2 separate regions of the Delphinus delphis genome follow, and region 2 is linked to region 1. A link is a contact called in public Hi-C data. All regions are on one chromosome and are shown on one strand. Each heading gives the region's core, a stretch centred on a gene start, on an enhancer-like site or on the middle of the called end of the contact. The rest is flanking DNA. Distances are from core to core; before and after follow the strand shown.

What was found. Hi-C and Micro-C count contacts between places; a contact is called where the count stands out from the background.
Region 2: a contact with region 1 is called in a Hi-C map of lung, with 4 times the contacts expected there. The contact joins the promoter of C20H16orf87 here to the promoter of ORC6 in region 1. A contact is called at or near these places in 2 of 3 Hi-C or Micro-C datasets (lung and muscle).

What each region holds. Positions count from the first base shown.
Region 1 is chr20:22,764,043-22,766,772 of mDelDel1.2, forward strand. It overlaps ORC6 (origin recognition complex subunit 6), which reads left to right and starts at 1,400. Exons shown (of 7, transcript XM_060000981.1): 1 at 1,400-1,541. The coding sequence starts at 1,477. It overlaps VPS35 (VPS35 retromer complex component), which reads right to left and starts at 981. Exons shown (of 17, transcript XM_060000804.1): 1 at 923-981. The coding sequence starts at 925.
Region 2 is chr20:22,896,531-22,899,260 of mDelDel1.2, forward strand. It overlaps C20H16orf87 (chromosome 20 C16orf87 homolog), which reads right to left and starts at 1,383. Exons shown (of 3, transcript XM_059999232.1): 1 at 1,059-1,383. The coding sequence starts at 1,124.

The DNA of each region.
Region 1 (2,730 bases), core at 150-2,649:
AACTGACATACTGTACACCAACATCCAAAAACATTATTCATACTGTGCAGACTATGTCAAACGCTAATAAAATGCAAGTGACAACTTGCCTTTGTGGAAACTAGACACAAGGATTCACACTTTGAGGAAGTTCAAGTTCACCAGCCAACAGCCACATCACGATTTGCTGCCAGCACGGAGAGGCGCTAAGGAGTATGCCTACTTCCAGGAAGTAAAACACTTGGATTTCATCAATGGGGAGGTCAGTAAGAGAGCCAGGACGCCCAACGAACAAGTGTTAAAGGAAACAAGCAGTCTCCTTTCCGTCTCTCAGAATTAGTAGATATCAGAGAGCATGAGTCCTTCCAGGAAATTCACGTAAGCGAGTCCCTAGAATTCTGACACACACTGCAATCGAAGGGGGCTATGAGGCCGAAGAAGGCCCGGGCACCATTAAGGCCCCTCCGGAAGGTATTTCTTGCACAAGGAAGGGATAAGAAAGCACTACCAGGCACAAAGGTGGAACCGCCAGCAAGGGAGCAGCCTCTGGGCGGATCCCAACGCCACCTCTGAGCCTCAGGCCCTCCCCACGCTCCCGTTCCAGCCAGACGCCCAGACCCGGCACTCTGGATCCCATCAAGGCGGGCGGTGGCCGACTCCACTCAGAGGGGCCGCAGTCCCTCACGGACCCCCAGAGCTAATGGGCGGAGACACCTCCTCAAAGAGTAACGGCCGCGGCCAAGCACCCCCGCCCACCCGAGCCCGGATCGCCCCGCCTGCGGCCTTCCCCGGCCTGTCGCCCACCCCGCAGGCCAACCCGGGCTGGTATTAGCCCCGACCCGGCTGCGGGGCCCCGACTCCTCCTGCAAGGCTCCAAGGCGGTGGGAGTGAGCAGGTGCTGGGAGAAGGGTCGGCCCGGGGCCCGCGGCCCCTCAGCACTCACCATGGCGATTCCCCTAAGCCTGCAGCTAACAGCACCCACCCCGCGCGGAGCCTCCCGCGGTCAGGTGACTCTGCAGCCCCTCCAAGCCCCGCCCCCTCTAGCTCCGCCTTCGGACGCTGCAGGCAGCTCCTAGATTGGCCCTCCAAGTCTCGCGTATTTATTGGTCCTTGTCACTTCACGCTGGACTGAGGAACCTAGGCGCCAGCCAATCTCTCCACAGTGTGTGGCGGGACAGTGCGGAGTAGGGGGAAATCCATCAGCTGCAGGAAGGAGACAGCAAGAGCCTAAGGCAGCGTTTGCGTCTGCCTGAAAGGGAGGAATAAAAGGAGTGGGAGCTGCCGGAGCACATTCACTTTCTGCCTTGGCGCGTGTACTCGCAGCGCGCACGCTCAAGAGGAAGACCAGGATTGGTTTACGGGGTAGTCGCAACTTCTTGTCCCAACCAATCCAGATGCAGCGGGGGGGTGGGTCCCGGCCCTCACTGGCTGGCGAGACGTCCGCGCGCGGGTTTCGTCGCGTTGCAGCTGTTTGCGGGTGTAGTCTTTGTCCGCGCCATGGAACCTGGTCTGATCCGGCGTTTAGCCCCGCGCCTGGGCATCGCCGAGCCGGAGGTGCTGAGGTGAGTCCGGTCGGGCGCACCCCAGCGGCCCTGCGCCCTCAGAAGGGATTTAGGCCCTACCTTAAGAAAAACCTCCCGACAGTGAGCTTGTGAGCAGGCCGGAGGGGCGAGTGTAGACGCCCCTGGGAACAGCTAGCACTGTGGGATGCACGGTGGTGGGAAAGGGAGAGAGGCGGAGAGCTTGGGTCGTTTCCCTGAAACTTATTGAGAGTGCGTTTACGGCGGAGGCAGACCTACGGGGTAGAGACCTCATGCAGGGCAGTGTCTATGGTGGCAACGACTACGCAGCAAGTGGAATGGGGTGGTGTGCGGAGCCGCTGGGGATGGAGCGGAGCGCAGCTTCTCTGAAGCCTTTAATTTAAAAGAAACTTGCGAGAAAGCCTCGGATGGTGGGGGGGTGCCATTGGCGCTGAGACCCGATTTATAGAAGGTGCCAGCCACGGGAAGATGTGCGAAGAGGGCCCAAGCAGGGACAGCAGCCTGTGCAAAACCCCGGAGATGGGAAGGACTTTTGCATGATCCAGGGTTAGAAATAAAGTATTGGGGCTTCCCTGGTGGTGCAGTGGTGAAGAATCCGTCTGCCAATGCAGGGGACACAGGTCGAGCCCTGGTCCGGGAAGATCCCACCTGCCGCGGAGCAGCTAAGCCTGTACACCGCAATTACTGAGCCTGCACTCTAGAGCCCGTGAGCCACAACTACAGAGCCCGCGTGCCACAACTACTGAAGCCCGTGTGCCTAGAGCCTGTGCTCCGCAACAAGAGAAGCCACCGCAATGAGAAGCCTGCGCACTGCAACGAAGAGTAGCCCCCGCTCGCCGCAAGAGAAAAACCGCGTTTAGCAACGAAGACCCAACACAGCCGATAAGTAAATAAATGTTAAAAAAAGAAAGAAAGAATTGTAGTTAAACTGGGGGGGGCAGGGCTAGCCTGGGTGCTTGGACTGTCAATTAGGTGACAGAAGGGAAGGAAAGGAACACCTCCTGGACTCGTAATCATTTAGAACAGTGGTTCTCAAAGTGTGGTGCCTGGACCAGCAGTATCAGTATCTCCTTGGAACTTGGTAGAAATGCACATTTTTAGGCCCCACTATAGGCCTACTGATCAGAAACTCGGGCTGGGACCAGCAATCTTTTCACAAGCCCCAAGGTGACTGTCATGTACACTAAAGTTTGAGAACCACAGATTTATT
Region 2 (2,730 bases), core at 133-2,632, 130 kb after region 1:
AAAAGAAAAAAACACACCCAGATCTGCATGTTGGTGTGAAATAGGGCCCTTACTAATGCTTTTAACTGAGAGTCTTAACTCATTCGATTATAAGGTTTAGAGGAACTTCTATTATTCTAGTAAAAAATGAGGCATCCTTAAACTAAAACGGTAAGATGAGATTTTTTTAACTTACAGCTATGACACCATTAATTCTGTGTAGAAAGCAGTCATTTAAAATTCATAAAACCACATATATATATTTTAGAAGATCTGGAAGCAGAAAATGCCAAATTTTTAACAGTGGATACCGCGGCGGGTAGGGGCAAGTGAGGAGCGCTCAGGAAGGGCTTCAATGGGGGCGTCATTCAATAACGTTCCATTTAAAACATTGTACAGAAAGGATTCACGATTATTTACGTCAAAAATATAATAAATATATTTAAGAGAAAAAATCTCCATATTTCGCCAAAACTTAAAACTATTACACTGCGGGCCTGTCACATTCAAGCATCCGCCCAGGTCGCGGGGGGACAGTTTTGGGGGTCCACCGTACACATCTGAAACGGGAACAAAGCAACCCTGCCTGGCAGAAGGCGGATTTCGGAGCCAGGAGCCCAGACTCAGAGTCGACACATCGAGGATTCTCTTCAGGTCAGGAGGGGGCTGAGGGACCGAACTCGTCCACTTGGGCTGCTGCCCCACACTCCTGCCGCTGTCACCGGAGCCGGACAGGCGATTCTGGGAGGGTCCGAACAGGGCGCCCCGTCAGCTCACGATAAATCCACGCCCCCTCTCACGCCGCTGGCCACAGGGCAAGATACTCGCCCGTCTGATCGCCGCCAGGTGGGCACCGGCCGGGCCGCGGCCCCGGGCGCTTCCCCGGCAACCCCTGGGCTCTATCCGGCCGGTTGAGGGCTCCCATGGTGGCCAGTGCTCAAGGGCCGGCCCACACGCTCAGCCGCTGGGACCCCGGCGAGGCGGCCTCTCCACAGCCAGCGGCCGCCGGCAACGGACGCCCGCCCGCGCGCACCCGCCCCACCGGCCCGTGTGCCCGGTGTCCGGCCCCCGGCGCCCACCTGTTGGTCGCACTCGGGGCATGATTTGGTGGCCATCTTCACTTTCTTGGCTCGAGTTGCAGACATGCTCCTCTCTGGTGGCAGCGGCGGCGACGGCAGTGGCGGCGGCGGCGGCAGCGGCGGCAGCGGCGGCGGCGGCGGCGGCGGCGGCCCGGGCTCCGCCCCTCGTACTTCAGCAGCCCAGCCTCCGCCCGTCGGTCCCCGCTGGCCAGAGTGAGGCTCTGAAGAGCGCGCGCGCGCGCGTGCGCGAGCTCGCGCGGAGCCTGCGTGCTGAGGGGGCGGGGCGCGGCGTGCGCGGGCTCCGAGGGACCGCGGAACACGCCCCCACCCACGCCGCTCCGGTCCTCTAGGGCGTATCGATTCTCACGAGAGGAGACCGACTGGATCGCCCGGTGGGACGATGGACACGCCCTCTCTGGGCCAGACGAACGGCGTGGAGGCGTGGTTTGGCCGGGACTCGGCAGTAACGAGCGTCAGGCTCGACCAACGAATGCACAGACAGGGCGGGTCGTGGTGCTGAGCCCGCCCCCTCCCCCGGAGGAAGGAGAACGTGAGTGAAAAAGGCGGTGGGAGGTAAAGCGCTTGGCACAGATCCTGCCGTTTGATAAACTTCAGTAAATGTTAGCGAGTCTAATCATTGAGGAATTGTAATAGACATCTGATGAATCTGCTCTATGCCAGCCCTGGACTCGGTTCTGCGAGGTATAAAATTCGTTAAGTCAAATATGTATTGAGGGCCAATTCTGCCACACAAATGTGAATACTAGGAGGTGCCTGCCCTCAAACACGTAGTCTAGAAGTGTAGACGGCCCAACATTCGAATACAGGGGATTTGGGTTGTTGTTGGAAAGAATAAGTCGGTTGACTAGAGTGTTATATCAAAATTTAAAATTCACCTCGCCTTTGATCTTGCAATCCCATACCTAAGAATTTGGAAAGATACTCTCCATGTGCTCAAATGGATTTGTGCAAAAATGTTGCACTTCGCAGCACTGCTTTTCAAAGCAAAATCAGAAACAGCCCATGTGTCCATCAACAAATTGCTTGAGCAAATTAAGTTATGCATACAACGAAATGTCATTGCAGTTCTTCAAAAGAATGATAGTTCTGTATGTAAAGTGATATAATGATCTCCAAAATAGTGTTAACTAGAAAAACAAAGTATAGTACACCTTGTTTAAGACTGTGCAAAAATAATATGAAAATATATTTATTTATGCTTGCATATACATTAAGAAACTGGTAATAGGAACTGGAGGGCAGGAAGAGGAGGGAGACATATTCCATATCCTATTGTACTATTTGAATTTTCTACTAGGTTAACCTAATATGACCCCCCCACCCCCGCAAAAGGAAAAAGGATTTGTACACAGCTAATGAGGTCACCTGACCCACTGTTGAGGGTGTTGGTGGTCCTAGAAGGCTTTCTAGAAGAGTTATCTCCAAAACCGAATCCCTAAGTAAGTCAGGTGGAATTGCCCAATCAAAAGTGAGAACTCACCAGGCAGATGAGACAGTGTAAGCAAAGGCAGAGAGGTCGGGAGTTTAGCGTTGGGAGCACACCAAGTGCAAGGCAAACAGTTAAAGCTGGAGATGTGGATCATATCCAGCTATGCAGGCAGGGTCTTTGCTACCATGGGAAGGAGTTTGGACTTCATACTGAGTTCAATGG